3 separate regions of the Sus scrofa genome follow, and all the other regions are linked to region 3. A link is a contact called in public Hi-C data. All regions are on one chromosome and are shown on one strand. The core of a region is the stretch at or near the end of the contact, and the rest is flanking DNA. Distances in the headings are between cores, read along the strand shown. Region 1 holds the start of EPC2 (enhancer of polycomb homolog 2). Region 2 overlaps EPC2 (enhancer of polycomb homolog 2). Region 3 holds the start of ORC4 (origin recognition complex subunit 4).

Region 1 (3,427 bases), core at 792-3,291, 570 kb after region 3:
ACTTGGCAAATGATCTGAGCCAGTTTCCTTATTCATACAATTGTAACATCTTTTCATAGGGCTATAATGAGAATTTAAGTGGGATTCAATTAAAAATTCAATTAATTAAGATAATAGATATAAGGTACCCTAGAATGGCTGGTATTAGAGATACTCAATATTCCTCCTCTTAGGAGACAGTAGTGATAAGTGTGGGGAATCGAAGAAAGCTATTCTTTTTGAACCTAAGAAGTGCCAGATACAAGTCCTGGATGACTCAATTCTTCAGCCATTACTTGCCTCCACCCCTCTTAGGCTTGAATCAAGGGCTGACCCCCTCCCAACAACATCTTGGTCTTCCTTGCAGAGAACTGGACCCATTCCAGGGGGTAGAACTTGGATCAAGACATGCCCATAAGCTTGAGGAAGGTGTTTCTTACAAGAAGTGACTCACAGTACCTCCACTGTTTCTAACAACAAAGTGGATGGAAAATGCTCAAGCTCCGCTAATCAATGCCTGAATCCTTGCTGGACCCAAGCAAGAGCTTAAACTATTTAGACACTGCCATGAAATCCACATGTACATTCTGCCTTCAGAGGGGGAAGTGGAGAGAAAAGGGAGAAGGACAGGGAGGAAAAAGAGGGGAAGAAGTTGGTAAAAAGGAGAATGTGGTGGAGGAAAAGATGGAGCTTTGAGGTTCTATAGAAATGACTGTAGGAATAGGCTTTTTTTTTTTTCTCTCTTTCTCTCTTCTAGATGTGATCAAACTATCTACTTTTCTCTGAGCTAGGCAAAACATTGATCGATTATTAGAAAATGACAAAATGTGTTATACTCTTCCCAGGGATTTTTGTAGGAAAACTGTGATGCTTAAAGTCTAACTAAGGAACTCTTGGCTAAATGAAGTTGATATCAACAATCGCTGCCAAATAAATTTGAGTCAACTGGATTTTACCTCCTCTTTAGAACTTTCTCTAACCGGTTCAGGCTAAAGTAGTCTCCTTTCTCTGAACTCTCATGGCAACTATGGCCTGTATGACTCATTTGGTAATTAAGCATGTTCTACTGCCTTGTGTCATTGCCTATGTAGTTTTCTTCAAGTTATAAACTTTTTTTCTTTTGGCTGTCATTTACTTTTCAGTTGCCCTGTTCTTCAACTATTTACATCTCTTACTGTTACTCATCTTTTTAACCGTTCTGTCATCCCATCAAAGTGAAAGCTGCACGAGGACAGGAACTTTTCCTCAAACCTCTTGGCATCTTCCACAGCATCCAATATTTTACACGGATCTATCACTCTGGAAATGTTCTCTGCCTTGGTTAAAAATTATAAGCTTAATATTTTTGAAATCAGAAATATCATCCATTAAATAACTCTGAAGTTTTGGTGACAGGTTCAAGTGCACTTGTTGCATCTGGCAGCCTCAAACATTAACCCTCACTGCTGCCATTAGCATCCTCTCAGCGAAAGCGAGGATGCCTTACCTTGGAGAGCTCTTTCGGCCAGGTACCAAAAAAAAAAAAAAAAAAAAAGATGCGGGAAGAGGGCCGGGATTGCGGAGGCGTTCTCGGGGCAGACGAGACCCGACAGGTCTGCGCCCCTCGGAGCGGACGGAAGGAATGGACCTTTCGCACCTCCCAGGGATGCGCGATTTGGAGGATGAGAATTAGCTGGCGCTGTGGAGGTAAGTGCTGTGTAAGTACAGGCTCAGTGGGGCAGCTGTGGCTCGGTTGACATCTTCCCTTTCCCGCTCACAGACTTCTGCACACACGGGCTGCTCAGCGCGGCTGTGTTTTGCCCGGCGCCGTCCTCCGGGGCACCCAACTAGCTGGGTGTCGGGGCCGCGGAGGCAGAGGCGCACGCTCGGGGGCGCGGGTTAACTTGCGCACCTGACACCTGCCACACGGCTAGAGCGCCGGCAGCGGAGCAGAGGGCCGCTGCCGCCCCCCTACCCGGAGCGGCCCGAGGCTGAGCACGCTCCCGCGGGCCGGCAGCGCCGCGGAGAGAGTGGGTGGGCAGGCGAGGGAGGGGAAGGAGGGAGGGAGGGAGAGGGCGAGGCGCGTTCCCGCGGCGGGGGCGCGCTCTCGCGCGGGCTGCCGGGATCGCTCGCCGCCGCTGTGGTAATGTCCGCCATGTTGGCCATGGCGCAGGGAGCGGATCGGGCGGGCGAGCGGCGGATCTAGTGTGTGGAAGCGGCCGCGGGCGGCGGGGGGCTGTTTTCGGGCGGGGTGGGCGCCCATGCTGTGGCCGGGGGCAGTGAGGAGGAGGAGGAGGAGCGGGCCGGCCGCGCTGCACTGAGGAAGGTGGTGGAGGAGGCGGCGGGAGTCCTCCCCCCCTCCCCGCCCGCCCCGCCGCCGCCGCCCGGGCTGTTCCTGTAAGGCGGGGAGACAATGAGTAAACTCTCCTTCCGAGCGCGGGCGCTGGACGCCGCCAAACCGCTGCCTATCTACCGCGGCAAGGACATGCCTGATCTCAACGACTGCGTCTCCATCAACCGGGCCGTGCCCCAGATGCCCACCGGGATGGAGAAGGAGGAGGAATCGGTAGGGACTCGAGTGTTTATTACCCCCCCTTCCCTCCTCCCCCCTCCCCTTTGTCAGTCGGGCCTCGCCATTCACAGAGCGCTTTACGCTCGCTGGAGGGCGCCGCTGCCGCTCCAACGCTTGGGACCTTACGCCGGCGGAGTAGCGTAAACCCTCTCGGCCGGCGCAGCGCCCGCCCGCGGCCGCCATGTTGTTGCGTCCCAGTGTTGTGATTAGCTCGCAGCGCCGCTTACGCTGCCGTAAGGGGGCCTTGCCGTAAGCGGCGGCCCGGAATGGCGCAGGGGATGTTCTGGCCGCACTTGACGTACGGCCTCTGTTTACCTTTTTTGTCCCCCTGGAGTGGGATTATTTAATCCGCAGGGGATGCTTTGGCTAGGCAACGTTTTTCCCCCACTTTTGGATTCAGCCTTGCATTGGGTTCTTTTTGAAATGACTTGTGGAAAGTAAAACGCTTTCAAAACATCGTCTTCCTCTTAGCAAGGTAATTCTCGCACCCCGGCCCGCGTTGGTGCAGCAGGATTGAGGTGGTGCAGCACTGCGGCCGGGGAGGCTGAGGGCCACGACCACTAGGAGGATGTAACGTTAGAAGCCGCTGACCGGCTAGCTCCGGGCCCAGAGCGAGTCGGTTCTGCCTGCCTAGCCCGGACGGTGCCTGCTTAGTGTGAGGCTTTAGAAAGGGACTGGCGATGTTAGGCAACTAGCTGCCGATGCTCCACAGTCCTCGCCCCGCGTCCCTGAAAAATTGCCATGGGGGGGTGTTTTAGAAGTTGAGGACCTATTGCATCCATATTGACAGCTGCATTTTTATTAATAGCAGCAATTTGGGGCAAAAATGTTTTTTCTCCCTGATGCGTTAAATTTTGGATATGGTTGAATTTCCTCTGGCTTGACAGTGTTTATGAC
Region 2 (3,167 bases), core at 64-2,563, 600 kb after region 3:
TTGTCCGTTTTCGAAATTCCTTTGTAATTTTTCTTGACCTATTGATTGTTCAAAAGTATATTCAGTTTCCACATATTAGTGAATTTTCCAGTTTTCCTTTTGCTCATGATTTCTAGTTTAATTCCATTGTGGTTGGAAAAGATACTTGGTATGATTTCAGTCTTATTAAATTTGATAAAACTTGTTTTGTGGCCTAACATGTGATCTGTTCTGAAGAATTTTCTGTGTGTACCTGAGAAGAATGTGTGCTCTGCTTCTATACAGTATAGTGTTCTGTATATGTCGGTTAAGTTCAGTTGGTCTTAGTGTTGTTCAAGCCATCTGTTTCCTTATTGATACTCTATTTGGTTGATGTATTCATTATTGAAGATGATGCACATGCCCAGAGAGGTATCTTCAGAAAAGGTTTGGGGGCTTCCAGACTCCCCCCACCCCACCCCCAGATTGACTGGTGAAGGTCTTCCACTGTGTGAAGCCAATTCATAAAGACTGGGAGTGGTAGCTATTTTTTCAAATGCACAAATTACAGCAGTAAATAAAAAAACAAACAAACAAGGAACATGAAAAAACAGGGAAATATGGGTCAAAGGAACAAAATAAATCACCAGAAACTCACCGTAAGAAAAAAAATCTCTAAATTATTTGACAATAAAAATTTTAAACAAACATCTTAAAAAAGCTCAAGGCATTAAAAGAGAACACAAAAACAAAATCAGGAAAGATGATTTGGGGTATTGAAATCTCCTACTATTGTATTACTGTGTATTTCTCCCTTCAGTTCTGTCAGTGTTTGTTCTATATATCTGGGTGCTCTGTTGTTACGTGCATTTATATTTATAATTGCTGTAGCTTCCTGGTGACCTGACCTTTTCGTCATTGTGTAATGGGTGCTTTTGTGACTTAAGATAGTATTTGACTTACCTTTTTGTCTTAAGTTTCTATTCTTTTGCATAGAATATCTTTTTCCATCCTTTCACTTTTAGGTTATGTATTCCCTTATACCTAAAATGATGAGTTTCTTTTAGATAATATATAATTGGATTTTGTTTTTTAATCTGTTCAGTCACTCAGTGTCTTTTTTTTTTGATTGGGAAGTTTACTCTGTTTACATTTAAAGTAATCACTGATAGTGAAGGACTTAGTTTACTGTTTTGTTGTTTTCTGTATGTCTTTGTGGTTATCTTGTCCCTCTTTTTCTGTCTTACCAAATTTTGGTGATTTTTTTTTTTTTTTTTTTTTTTTTTTTTTTTGCAGTGTCATGCTTGATTCCGTTCTCATTTTCTTCTGTGTGTCTTTAGGCATGTTCTTTGTGGTTACCGTAGGGATTACGTAAAGTTTCATATAGTTAGAACACTGTGTTAAACTGATAAGTTGGGGCTTTTTTTGCTTTTATTTTTTAAATTCTATACTAGAATTAAAAATGACTTATGTGGAGTTCCCGTCGTGGCGCAGTGGTTAATAAATCCGACTAGGAACCATGAGGTTGTGGGTTCGATCCCTGCCCTTGCTCAGTGGTTAACGATCCAGCATTGCCGTGAACTGTGGTGTAGGTCGCAGACGCGGCTCAGATCCTGCGTTGCTGTGGCTCTGGCATAGGCTGGCAGCTACAGCTCCGATTGGACCCCTAGCCTGGGAACCTCCATATGCCGCGGGAGCGGCCCAAGAAATGGCAAAAAGACCAAAAAAAAAAAAAAAAAAAGACATATGCAATGCTATTATGGTATTACAGAATTCTTTGTCTATATATGTACCTTTACCAGAGAGCTTTATATGATATATGGCAGGTCTACCAGTGATTAACTCCCTCAGCTTTCCTTTATCTGGGTAGATCTTTTATTTCTTTCAGTTTTGAAGGACAAGTTTTCCAGATATGGTTAGTGGTTGGCAGTTTTGTTTTGTTTTTTCCAGTCCTTTGAATATATCATCCATTGCTTTCTGGCCTGTAATATTTCTGATGAGAAATTACTGATAATCTTCTGGATGCTCCCTTGTACCTGATGATTTACTTTTTCCTTTGCTGCTTTCCAGACTCTTTGTCTTTGACTTTTGACAGTTTGATTATAATATGTCTTAGTGTAGGCTTTTTTGAGTTCAGCTTAGTTGGAGTTTTTTTTCTTTGAGCTTTTTGACTTTGAATGTTCTTCTCTTTCCTTGGATTTGGGAAGTTTTCGGCCATTTATTTCTTCAAGTAAGCTCTCTGCACCTTTCTCCTCCTTTTGGGACTTCCATAGTGTGTATCTTGGTCTATTGAGAGTGTCACATAAGTTTCTTAGACTTTATTCATTTTTGTTGTTGTTGTCCTCTGACTCAGTGATTTCAAGTGTCCTCTCTGATTTCACTAATTCTTTCTTCTGCCTGATCAAGTCAGCTGTTGAACCCCTCTGGTGAATTTTTTTTTTCTCTCCTAAATTCAGTTAATGCAATCTTCAGCTCCATACTTCCCATTTGGTTCTTTAAAGTTTTCTTTCTTTCTTTCTTTTTTTGATATTTGCATTTTGTTCATGCATCATCTTTCCTGATTTTGTTTTTGTGTTCTCTTTTAATGCCTTGAGCTTTTTTAAGATGTTTATTTAAAATTTTTATTGTCAAATAATTTAGAGATTTTTTTTCTTACGGTGAGTTTCTGGTGATTTATTTTGTTCCTTTGACCCATATTTCCCTGTTTTTTCATGTTCCTTGTTTGTTTGTTTTTTTATTTACTGCTGTAATTTGTGCATTTGAAAAAATAGCTACCACTCCCAGTCTTTATGAATTGGCTTCACACAGTGGAAGACCTTCACCAGTCAATCTGGGGGTGGGGTGGGGGGAGTCTGGAAGCCCCCAAACCTTTTCTGAAGATAACTCTCTGGGCATGTGCCCATAATTTCCCACTTAAAAAGGTTTATTCCTTTTTTTTTCAGGATCATGTAATCTTTTGCTCCCTCTGGTGTTTGTTGTTGGTACTGGAAGTTTTCTGGTGTTGAAATAAGCCTCAAGTTCTTTTTTGTTCTCCACAGCCCCCAGGCATCCAAAGAATGCTGGTTCAGTCAGCCTTCTGAGTTAAGTGAGGCAGAAGTTAGTCCCTTGAGCAACTCCCCCAAAATTTGGAATGTTAGACACATGCTCCACCCTTCTTTCCTCCCAAGGGAGAAGCTGTGAGCAGAATACTTTTTCCTGATTACACCAGG
Region 3 (3,166 bases), core at 267-2,766:
TTTTTTGCACATTTTTATTTTGTCGTAAAAAATTAAAAACTTGTTACGTAAGGCACTTTTATTGATTTGCTATAATTTTTTTCTGTTCTAAAGTGGCAAACATTTGGTTTCAATATAAACAAAATGTTAAGGCACAGGTGTCTAGTTTTTACTCCATTCGACAAGATTACTGCACACACAGAAAGTGGTAAAAGCAGTCAATGATGCATGAATAGGATCTACTGTCAAAACACATAGAAGTAAAACGTAGAAAATAAGTAGTAACTTTAACTAAGAGTACGCTGAAGGACACACCACAGAATTAAATAATACCAACACAACATAAATATGTGGAATTTTGGATTCCCGGTCTTAAAAGAAACTATACATGAGTGATAATCTTTCAAAGCACCTTCAAAAGAAGTTAACTGAAAGACTAGAATGGTTTTAGTTATGATTGTATGAACTGAATGTGAAAAAGAAACGGTGCAATTTTACTGAAAAAAATACCTTTATTAATGAAAATCCATGAATCTTTTCTTAAATATTCTGAATTAACATAAGGGAAGCATTATTTCCAGCAAAACCAGTTGCATTTAATTGAAAAACCAAAGGCTAAATCCGAGGCTAGTAACCAAAGTAATTTAAAATAAAAACCCATTAAAATAATTTTTAAAAACCCTCATCTACACTACAGAAAGGGAGAACTTTGATGATATACCTTCCTTATCAACGGTAACATACAATATCAAGGATTACACAATCCCATATCCTTTTCTAAGAACAACCATAGGCGTTGTGGTGCAGCAACAACGCAAGACAGGGAGAGAAATTCCACTCGAGACATCCTAGCTTATTCCCTCCCCAAAGCCACTCCAGAATTCCTAGAAGGATAGCGAAGTAAGGATTGATGGTCATAACATCCAACATAAGCAATGCATTTAATGCTATAAGTTGTCAAAAATCACACAGCTTGTCTCCCTTGCTAGGCAGGTCCCCTGCTTTGAGCTGAAACAGTCATCAGAAGGCTCCGGAGATCCAATTTTTCTCTTACACCTGGACCATCACATTCCTCACCACCACTGGGTGTAGTCTCCACCTGCCATAGATTTAATCTCATCAGGACTCCCTAAACTCTTCAAGGATTCGTCGCCCGCAGGCTCACAGGAAGGCTATGAGATGGAAGAAGCCAGCCTAGTTTCTGGCCTGCCTGGCCTAGACAGGCCTGCCCCCCTTCCCGCATACCCAGTCTCCAAAGCCTTCCATCCTCCCCTTTTCGATTCGCCTTTAGCCAGTGGCGCCCATGGCCTTCGTTCTGAGGCCAGCCGACCCCCATGTTACCTCTCACGAAAAAGCCAGCCCTTAAGAGGGCAGAGCGGTATTCTAGAGACCGCGGAAAAGGATCCACAAGCTCCTCTCGCCGCGTAGTCAGCTCTACCTCCCCAGAGGCTGCCAGCTATACACCACTACTCCCAGCGTGCCCCGCGCAGGGACCGCCTTTCCCACCACTCCCCTCTCCCGCCCAAACACGTGACCTCCTTTTGCCTTGGTCCACGCCCACTTCCGTTCCTCCACTTTCCCTTAGGAAGGAGGAGGGGGCTGGGGGTGTTAAAGAGTAGCGACTTCCTCCTACTCCCCGCCCCCGCCCCTCTACCCCCTGCTACAATGTCTTCCGGGTCGCGATCGCCTCGGAGCCTTCTGGGAAACCTTCACATTTCCTCCCCTCCCCCTCCTCCTGCCTTCAACCAACCAGCCTCCCGTCAGAGAGGGACATGCGCAGTGAGTGCCTCCCGTCTCTTCTACCCGAACCCCCCCTCCCCCCCAAGCAGAGAGACCCCAGCAGCAGCAGCAGCTGATGATGAAGAGAGAGGCAGTGGCAGAGGGGGGGCACCTTTTATTTCTATTTTTAAAGGGACAGGACACTAATTTTACCCCACTTCAACCTTGAATTGAGGGGGGTGGGGGGAAGGCGGCTGAGTTCCTTCCCCCACCCTCCAGCCCTGAGACCTGAGAGGGGGATTGAGCCTGAGAAAGAAGGAGAAGGAGTTTCTTCTTCTTCCAAACCCCCCCATCCACGACTCCTACCCCCTCACCCCTCCACTAGCCTCCCTCCCGAGCCCTCTCCATCCTCCTCCTCTTTGGCCGTGAGAGGAGAGAAAGAGACCAAAAGCCTCTTAGCAACACAGACCCTTCTCTGCTGCTGCTGCTGCTGCTGTTGCTGTTGCTGCTGCTGTTGCTGCTGCTGCTGCTGCTGCTGCTGCTACTGCTGCTTGGCCCTGGCTGGAGACATCTCACTACACCCAGGAGCAGCCACTTCCCCAGCTCTCCTCCTCCTTCGCCTCCTCCTCCTCCTCCACTCCCCCCCTCTTTATTACCCTTTGTGTCATCCTCCACAGCTCCAGGGAAGGCACTCAAAAGTGGGGGGCAGGAAAGGTAAGTGTGTCTGTGGGGGCTTCATTGCCTTCCTGTGGCTCTGACTTTAACTCTGGGGCAACAGTAGCACCAAACCACATACGCAGTGGAGCTCCCGGGTGAGGAGGGGGTGGTGCTGGGGGGTGGTGAAGGAGGAGTAGGAGTGGGGAGGGGTGTGTGAGGTGGGTGCCCATCCTGTCAGAGGAGGAAGGGCACTTTTTATTTTTATTTGCTGTTGTCAAAAGTGGTTTCTCTCCTCCAGCTAACATCTGATTGTGTCTTGGCTCCAGTGGGGGAGAATACAAAAACAACCCCCTCCTTCCTCCAATGAGGCGCCAGGGAAAGAGACAGAAAGAGGCACACTTTCTAGATGTCACTTTAAAAAATCATTTGGAGAGCTTTTTTCCTTTTTTCCTAGGAAAAGCTCTGCTGCATTTGTTTCTGTGTGGGAAAATGTCGGGATCTGGATTGTATCGGAACTGCTTATCCATTTGTAGACCTGAGTGTTTTCCCCTTTTTGGTTCTGTATGTGATTTGGATGTTGACTTCAGTGTTGGAACAGACTTGATTGGTTTTTGCTTTCTGGGTTTAATTTTCCTTTATTCGTTTTGTCTGACTTGCATAGAAAATTTCAAATTTTTGGTGATAGAGGCCTTTGGTTAGGTTTTGGCTTGTATTATTGCTTTTTTTTGTTAAATGTTTGTTCATATATTAGCATATGAAGTTCATAGCTCAAAATACTTAAAGTTTAAATGCCGCTGGTATTGTCTCTCTG

What was found. A called contact is a pair of places that touch in the nucleus more often than the background predicts.
Region 1: a Hi-C map of liver shows a contact between it and region 3, with 9 times the contacts expected there. The contact joins the promoter of EPC2 here to the promoter of ORC4 in region 3. A contact is called at or near these places in 2 of 5 promoter capture datasets (fetal liver and liver), 6 of 47 Hi-C or Micro-C datasets (embryonic fibroblasts, heart right ventricle, liver and 2 more) and 1 of 2 datasets of contacts at active chromatin or transcription factors (alveolar macrophages).
Region 2: a Hi-C map of alveolar macrophages shows a contact between it and region 3, with 4 times the contacts expected there. The contact joins the enhancer-like site here to the promoter of ORC4 in region 3. A contact is called at or near these places in 1 of 5 promoter capture datasets (fetal liver), 2 of 47 Hi-C or Micro-C datasets (alveolar macrophages and embryonic fibroblasts) and 2 of 2 datasets of contacts at active chromatin or transcription factors (alveolar macrophages and skeletal muscle).

Annotation. Positions count from the first base shown.
Region 1 is chr15:3,524,837-3,528,263 of Sscrofa11.1, reverse strand. EPC2 (enhancer of polycomb homolog 2) reads left to right here and starts at 2,041. Exons shown (of 13, transcript XM_021076083.1): 1 at 2,041-2,524. The coding sequence starts at 2,372.
Region 2 is chr15:3,490,632-3,493,798 of Sscrofa11.1, reverse strand. The region is part of intron 1 of EPC2 (enhancer of polycomb homolog 2); the gene reads left to right. Among named protein-coding and RNA genes, the nearest start is that of EPC2, 34 kb to the left of the region's middle. Within about 2 kb of position 1,313, at least 1 of the 83 cell types and tissues checked has an H3K27ac peak or open chromatin away from gene starts, as enhancers often do. A contact at or near this core is called in alveolar macrophages, where this site is marked.
Region 3 is chr15:4,094,889-4,098,054 of Sscrofa11.1, reverse strand. It overlaps ORC4 (origin recognition complex subunit 4), which reads right to left and starts at 1,516. Exons shown (of 14, transcript XM_003133249.4): 1 at 1,321-1,516. It overlaps MBD5 (methyl-CpG-binding domain protein 5), which reads left to right and starts at 1,742. Exons shown (of 16, transcript XR_002339404.1): 1 at 1,742-2,412.